Regions from separate parts of the Ctenopharyngodon idella genome. Here region 1 is linked to region 2. The links are chromatin contacts, called in public Hi-C maps. All regions are on one chromosome and are shown on one strand. Each heading gives the region's core, a stretch centred on a gene start, on an enhancer-like site or on the middle of the called end of the contact. The rest is flanking DNA. Distances are from core to core; before and after follow the strand shown.

What was found. A called contact is a pair of places that touch in the nucleus more often than the background predicts.
Region 1: a contact with region 2 is called in a Hi-C map of muscle, with 2.0 times the contacts expected there. The contact joins the promoter of ldb3a here to the promoter of synpo2la in region 2. A contact is called at or near these places in 2 of 2 Hi-C or Micro-C datasets (both in muscle).

Annotation. Positions count from the first base shown.
Region 1 is chr13:8,005,947-8,010,458 of HZGC01, reverse strand. ldb3a (LIM domain binding 3a) reads right to left here and starts at 3,254. Exons shown (of 15, transcript XM_051916161.1): 1 at 3,115-3,254; 2 at 89-281. The coding sequence starts at 184.
Region 2 is chr13:7,830,752-7,834,935 of HZGC01, reverse strand. It overlaps synpo2la (synaptopodin 2-like a), which reads right to left and starts at 1,510. Exons shown (of 4, transcript XM_051918106.1): 1 at 1,171-1,510. The coding sequence starts at 1,272.

The sequences.
Region 1 (4,512 bases), core at 2,005-4,504, 170 kb before region 2:
AATCTATTAGACTCATTGATACAGATTCAGATGAACGGTGCTGAACTAATGAATCACTGTCTATCTGGTCAAGATTTTGGGTTCTTACCCTAGAAACGGTGAGGGGCATGTTGAAGTCCTTGCCTCCTTGCAACCGGAAGCCCCAAGGCGAAGGTCCAGCGAGTGATACGTTGTAAGAACTCATTGTTCAAAAAAGCTTGTGTATTGTTTAAGCAACAGAATTTCTCCAAAATGATGGGGAAAATGGATTGGGAGGGGGCGGGGCACGTGCCAAACAGCCTCTGAAAGAAGAAGAAGAAAAAAAGCGTAAAAGGATTGTAACACTCACACCTCTCCAAAAAAACGGCCAAAAAACTGCAGGCCACAAGGGTCAAGGTAACAGCGTAAAACAATGAATTCAGGCCCACCCAAATACAATGCAAAATAACTGGAGCAACAGAGAAGAGCTATCAGCCAGAGGAAGAGGATTTTTGCCTGCTCGGATGAGCTGGACAGACAGCCTAAGAATAGCTGCCCCTCTGCCGAGAGCGATAGCACTATGGCATTGAGGGGAGGGGGGAGGAAGGGGTACTTATATGGCATGTAAGGGGACACCCAGTATGCCAGGCCTCCCATGATTCACAGGGCTAATATAGCCCCCTCTTAGGCTAAAAGATTTTTCTAGACTCCTTTCTTCTAGGGTGCCTCATCTGGATCACGTACAGGGAACTGGGTTTGTGACTGTACAAAAACTGAATTCAGGGCTAATCATATGTCTTTTTGGTAGAGTCCAATTGCTTGCAAGTGCAACATGGCTGATTCTGAAAAGGGGTTAACAAAAGGTTAGAGTTAATTGGCAGCCCCTACAGACACAAACAAGCTTATCTCATGCATTCACAATGCATTCTTGGATTGAATGGTGTCACCTGTTTAAATGAAAAGCCTATCAATTTATCATCACCTTAAATACATTGAAAAAACTACTGTTCAATTTTTTTTAAGTAATTAATATTCTTTATTCAGCCAAGATGCATTAAATTTATTTAAAAGTGACAGTATATAAATTTATAATGTTGCAAAATATTTCTATGTCAAATAAATGCTGTTCTTTTGAACTTTCTTTCAAAGAATATTGAAAAAAGTGCATCACAGTTTCCATAAAAATATTAAGCAGCACAACCGTTTTCAACATTGATAATAATAAGAAATGTTTTTTTTGAGTACCAAATCATAATATTAGAATGATTTCTGAAGGATCATGTGAGACTGATGACTGGAGTAATGGCTACTAAAAATTTAGTTTTGCCATCACAAAATGAATAAATTACATTTTAAAATATATTAAAACAGAAAACGGTTATTTTGAATTGTAAAAATATTTGACATATTACTGATTTTACTGTATTTTTAATCATATAAATGCAGCCTTGGTGAGCAGAAGAGATTTTCAAAAACATTAAAAAAATCTTACCGACCCCAGAACTTTGAACAGTAGTGTAACTTCATTAATACAATAACTTTAGATGCAATAAATCACTCTAAAGTCATACTAACTTTTAAAACATTGTAGTTATTAAGGTAGGAGGTAATTTTCTCTTATTCTTAATTTCTTTATTGCAAACGAACCTTGAATGGCATCTGAGAGAATGTTATCCCAAACATCCAGAGGCATCTGGAGGTTTTTTTATGAGCAGCTTTAGACAATGAACAAGTGGCAGTGAGAAACGCCTGATATGCTCTTATTGCTCTCAGAGAACCAAGATAAGAGGACCTCTCGTGCACCAGCACTCTCTCCTGCCATCACAAGGTCCGCACTGAGACATCAGAGAGAAGATAACCACTGAGGACCTGCCTGTTCGCCCTGCCTAATTTGGGAGACCTCTAGTTAGCAGCTAAGTTTAGCCCTCTTTGTCAGTGGAAGAATTTGAAGTAATACTGTACATGAATGTTCAACAATCAGGCCTTCATAGGCAGCATTTCAGAGAACAAGCTTGCAAATCCTGGACAGTGTGTGACATTACTCTGATATAGTGCTTGTCATTATAATGCCTTGACAAAGACAATACTATTTACTGTAAAAACATGCACTAGGGTTTTTAGGACTTTTTGATTCAATTTGCTTTTCTGATTCAATCTTTTCTAACCAGAGCTATGGTTTTCCCATAACGGATGTTTAAATGGGCCAAAATTACATTAAAAATTGGTGAGTGTAGAAACTGCTAACTCTTCAGAGAACAAACTTTCAAAGAGCTTTAGTCTATCTGTCTATCTACAGTATCTTTCTTATCTATTTTTCTGTGCGTCTGTCTTCTTTCTTTCTTATCTGTCTGTATCTCTAAATGTATATATACACACACTTATAAATTATGTTTGTATCACATATTAATTTTTTGCTCATGAGCAATTTTAATATATCCCACATTATTAGCTGGGTTCCATTTGTTCTGTACATGATCAGCACAACCAACATTATTCCAAACAAAAACACAATGCAACAGGATATTGTAATAATTGATTATTTGGTCAATTGTCTGCATAAACAGTCTTTATGTAATGTCCCTCATGTCTATTTAGTGTCTGTAACAATTACTGTATTGTTAAAAAAAGTTTCTATTATAAATACTTACTGTTTACACTAAGGTTTCCCAAGAAAATATTGACCTTCCAAGAAAAAAAAAAAAAAAAAATACTTGCCACCTGAAGATATGTCACAATACACAAAATTGTAACCTATACTTACGTGTAGCTACTATAACCATATATTATGGATATCACTAGATTTTTGACCAGATAGAAACTACACACGTCAGGCATGACAAAACACCTCAAAGAGCATGAGCATCACTGAATCATATGTTGCCAAAAGCCAATAGCCTACGAATTCAACAAATTCAAAACATTATCAGAAACGCCACTGACTACAGAATAGTATATTTTTAGACTCACATTATATTTATAGTAATATATCGGTAGGTATGATAAAAACTCATCAAGACCTAACTGAGAGCAGAGAGAGAAGAATGTTGTCACGCGACTGCAGCCACTGGGCGTCTCGAGTCCAGTGTGCAGCCTCCATTTCCATTCAACAAATCATTAAAAAACAAACAACTTTTTCCAAGTTTTGGTTCAACCTACATTGCATGATAAAAGTTGCTTTATACTAACAGCCGCGAGACTTGCAGTTTTAAGTCGCTCCGTTTCCCCCAGAGGCGAGCTCTGTCACTCATGCCTGATCCCTGGAACCCCCGGTGTACGTAAGCACAGCGCACGCAAATTGACCAATCATACTATGCTGAAGGCTTAGCTCATGAATATTAATTAAGGAATGTGGCGTTCCCCCGGTAGGTCCACCTGATTCGCCGAAATACAGACGCTGAGCTAATCACCTGGCGAATCAACGAATCATCATGTGGTGAGTATTTTGGTACATGAATATTAATTAGCTTTTGTGACGCACATGTTAGTGGGGTTACCAAGCAACGCCAGCATGATCTAATAAATATTAATTAGCCAAGTCTCTTTTACATAGTAGAGTTCGTAATTTCGCACACGGGACGGGGAGGCGGAGGACGAGGGATTTTCATTAGAGAGGAATTATTAAAGAGACAGTAGTCCCACTATTGGCCTTGTCAACTGTTTTGGAAATGAGGCACCTTAAATGAGTCTAACCCTTAAGGCTCAAAACCCTTCAGACATTCTGTGGGGCCCTATATTTAATTTACTAAAAACGTAATTATCAGCCACTATTTATGTATTTTGAATATTTAAATTATGTGTTTCCACTGTTTTAGTTAACCTAAAAAAAAACAACAACACCTTAAACCAGCCTAAGCTGGTTTGCTGGTATTAGATAGTTTAAGCTCGTCTAGCTGGTCTCCCAGCCAAATTGGTTCTCTACTGGTTTAGCTGGTCCGCCAACCTGTTGAAAGGCCTGTTGACTAGGCTGGAGACTAGTTAAACACTCTTAGTCTAAATTTCAGCTTCAATACTTCATCTTCTAAACTTCAGCGTGTACCATAATGTAATGTCTTTTTTTCCATGATTTTGATAGCTTCTGTTGTTGTTTATTTTGCAATAATCATTTTTTTTTTCTCAAGCTGAGAACTGGAACATAACGGCAAGCTAAATGTAATGAATTAATGTTATTTATAACATCCGCAGATGTACAAGTGGCATGGTTTAGAGGTTTGAGGATAACGATGGACCCCAGAGGACACGCCAGTCACAGTGGCTGAATGAACGACTGCTGTTAGTGACACACTTGAGGGGGTTTTCCATGCCACATCAGGTTATGATGCAGATCCTGCCTCCCTAGAGAGCACATAAACCAGTAACTGCTTGGGGTAAGACTCAAAATATATAGTTATAAAACTATATATATATATATTTACTTTTCCAACCCATTTACATGAAGGACTATTGGGCAGAGGTGTGCAAACATTTCTTGCTGTAATGTTTAATGTCATATGTATTTTTTTAAGAACCACCTCTGAATTGGCAAATGGCACGTTGCCCACAGGAGGGCATTGCCTG
Region 2 (4,184 bases), core at 261-2,760:
ACTGAATATTTTATAGTATGTGTACTCCTTTGGACTTTGATTGTGAAAAGAAACAGATTAAAGCAACATGGCGTATGGGTCAGTGATCTGGTTTTCTATTTCTGATTCTAATCCTGTACTTGGTTGCCTGTGGTTTTTGAGATACAGCTGCAGAGGTTACAGGTTCAGGGCCTAGTGGTGAACTGGGATCTGGCAACTGCCCTGTTAGTAAACGGCATCTTGTTCTGGGGGAGTGTCCATACCATTAGTTTAATCTAATTGCCTTTTGATGACAAGCATCCAGCTACCAATAAAAAAAACCCAATACTCCTCATGACAGCCAGTATTAATGGATACATCAAACTACCCTGATCAGATAACATTATTATACAGATAGATAGAAAATAGTACAATTACAAAAATCAATGATAACAACATCACCATCAATTAGTATAACTCCTTTATCATTACTTGGTAAATACATTATATGCAGGACATTGTATCCTGTATAAAGAAAACAAAGTCTGATGTATTTGGGAGAAAGTAGACTGATTTATTTGAGAGATGACAAGCATAGTGTGGCATGGGACCAAACTAGATTTAATTAGGGCAAATGTTATTAAATATGACCTGAATCCTCAAAGGCTGAGGACAGTCATGAACTAAAACAGTGTGTAGTACAAAGTTCAACATCCCTAATTTATATTATATTCACTAACATCTGCTATCTGCTAAATAACAGCAGAAATCAACATCACATGATTGATACATGTACTATAGTAACACTTAACACAGCTTCTCATGAACTACTAGTCATAAATTACATATCAAATATTTCAGCTAATTATCATTCAAGTTTGGCTTGTTACTGGTAATCTACCCTTGAATTGTTACTATTACTATTAATGTACAGTTTGTGCTCAAAATGTTAAGGGGGTTGTCTGCAGTTCAGATGGTATTTGAAAGTTCACAGCTCTATGAATCTGCTTTTTTGGTAAAGGATCAGTTCCACACCTCACTCAGAGTGCAGGGGCCTGTGCTTCTGGTATCTATTACATCTTAAGGCTGCTTTAAACATCTTAAGTTTCCTTAGAACTGAAGAATTGTAGGCAGACATACCATTAAAAGTCTTAAAGTGATGACTTAAAGTTTTAAGTTTATTTTATTCTGACGTGTTTCCAGCAGTCATACCTTGGCGACCTGCAGAGGCTTCTGCTGCTCGATTCCTCCCTGTAGTCGGAAGCCCCATGGTGCTCCTCCGGATAGGGTGATGATAACCTCCTCAGCCACCATGGTGCGGTCTGTGCCCTCAGTACGCACGGTCCATGTTATTACAGGGCCCCCTCAGAGAAGACGACTACTACTGCAAGTATATGTCCTGGGGTTCCTTGTAGTTGCCCACCTGAGTTGAGTCTCTCACACAAATACACACTTGAGCACACACAGATCCCCTCCCACACCCTGAGCTAGATGCTGGTGATAGGGGCGCAGTCATAAAGGAAGTTAAAATAGAGAGGGAAAGAGAAGAGATACCCACCGTCTCCCTATGAAGTGGAATCTTGTGTTGGATGAAGGTAGGAACTAGTTTATCACAGCTGTGCTGTCACTCAAAGAGCTGGCTTGAAAGGAGGGGGGCGTACATTGCTGATTTAAAAATAGCCCTTTGCTTCTCTTGCTAAGCGGGCAAGCTTTTTAATGACTTCAGAATTGCAACAAGTTACAAGTTAATTTGAGTCTGAAATTGAAAGAAATTACTTGTGTGCAAACTGTTATTGAAAAATTCTTCTTTTCTATAAAGCGTGGTCAAGGAATTAGACTACTGTCAGTTGAGGAGTTCCAGTGTGGTTATTCTTTTCTAGTTGTTATATTATAACATCAGGACCTTCCAATAGTGTGGCATGGATCACAGAGCTAGTTTGTTTTATCATTGATTCTGTACAGATACTGACAGCAGACCTGTTTTCTTGGCATCCGAACTGGGACACTTGTCCAATCAATCTTTCTTTAGACAAGCACACACATGCCTGACCTCAGTGGGAAATTAAAAGAGACTTAGTGACAATTTATTTCCACATACAGGAGTTAGACTTTGATCACTATACCTTTAAGACATAAAAGATATTTTATTGCATTACCAAATGTTCAAAAGTCTGGGGTTAATAAGTTTTTTTTTTTTTAAAGAAATTAATACTTTTATTTAGCACGGATGCATTAAATTGAACAAAAGTGACAGTAAAGACTTTTACAATAAAGATTTCAATTACAAATGTCTGTACTTTCTATTCATCAAATAATCCTGAAAAAAAAAAGTTTCCTCAAAAATATTAAGCAGCACATCTGTTTTCAACACTGATAATAATAAGAAGAAATGTTCAATGAGCAGCAAATCAGCATATTAGAATGATTTCTGGAGGGATCATGTGACACTGAAGACTGGAGTAATGATGCTGAAAATTCAGCTGTGTCATCACAAGAATAAATGACATGTTAAAATATATTCAAATAGAAAACTTTTATGGTCTCTTTCAGGTTTTTAGAAACAGTACATGGAATGTTACTACAGCAATGTGCCGGTTAATACAACATAACATACACACAAAGAAAGATGAAATAACACACCACTTTTTTTTCTTTCAATTTTGATCATCTTCTTATTTGTATTTGACCCCATGGACCCATAACACATTTTAACTTAATACAAAAAAAAAGAAGAAAAAAAAAAAAGTTAAAAACGCTGTAAGCGATGTTAGTTCCAGAAGTTCCACCATACTTAGCCAACTAATAACTACGACCCTTTCGTTTTAACACAACAATGGTACTTTGAAGTGATATCTTTCAGGGAGTAAAATCATTTTCTGCATAGCATTTATAGAAAATTTCTTGAATAATAGGAGGCAGATTCAGACTTGTAACCAGAAGGTTGTGGGTTCCAGTCTCATTACCAGCAGGAAAGGTAGGTGGAGGAGTGAATGAACAGCACTGTCTTCCACTCTCATTACCCACAACTGAGGTGCTCCAGCAAGGCACCTAACCCTCCCAAACACTCCCCAGGTGCCACAGTTTCTCTATATATGAAATATGAAAACTCTAAATATGAAAACTTTAGCCCAATGTGCATTTTTTAAAGCGCTGACAGGAGTCACATGATAGCTTGCATGGCTGAACAGGAATGTGTTTATTTCTAAGAACATTTTGATTATTGATGTGTACCATCACAAACTGAAAATTACATTTCATCATGGGGCATTTCTAATGAAACAGTAGGCTAATACTGAATCTGGAGATCTGGTCTTGAGTATTGTTTTTAAAACGAATTCATTGCATGGCTTAAGACTAAAGAATTTAAGATATTATAGAAAAATACATACCTGCTTCACGTTCTTGGCGCTTTTTCTTTTTCTGCTCTGGATGGATAGCTTTGTTTGGAAGCCATAGCTATACATCAAGATGTATGACATGTCATTGCCTGCTGCATTGCATGTCCGAGTCCAAAAACGGTAATTAAATAAATACAAACATTAAGTATTAAAAGGATAGTTCACCCAAAAATTATGCCATGATTTACTCACCCTCAAACCATCCTAGGTGTATATGACCAACTTCTTTCAGACGAACACAATCAGAGATATTTTTAAAAATATCCTTAGTCCTCCAAGGTTTATAATGGTTGTGAATGGGGGGCTGCATTTTGAACAAAAAAAAAAAAAAAAATGCATCCATCCATAAAACAGTAATCCGTACGGCTCCAGTGGGTTAATAAAGAAGAAGAGATGCATTTTTGTAAGAAAAATATCCATATTTAAAACTTTATAAATTCATATAAATTGCTTCCGGCGGACGACCGTACGCATACTGCGCAACTCAACTGGCGCCAAATGAGCAACCCCCTGACCTGATGTATGACGCAGGATGTAGGAGTATTGTAAGCTTAGACGCATCTCACGGTTCAAACAAATAGGGCTGTGCAACAAACTCAAGCTCCTCTTCTCTTAGAGGATTTCGATATGACATTTCTCTTTACATTTCTTGTTTTAGACTTCTAATTCATGACCGGTGTTTTGTTTTGCTCTCTCCTCTGCGCTTCCACGTTCGTCATAGCGTTCGGGTCAAAGGATACTCTTCCGCCCAAATCAACTCACGCAGTATGCGTACGGTCATCCGCTGGAAGCTAGTTATTTGAATTTATTAATTTTTAAATATGGATA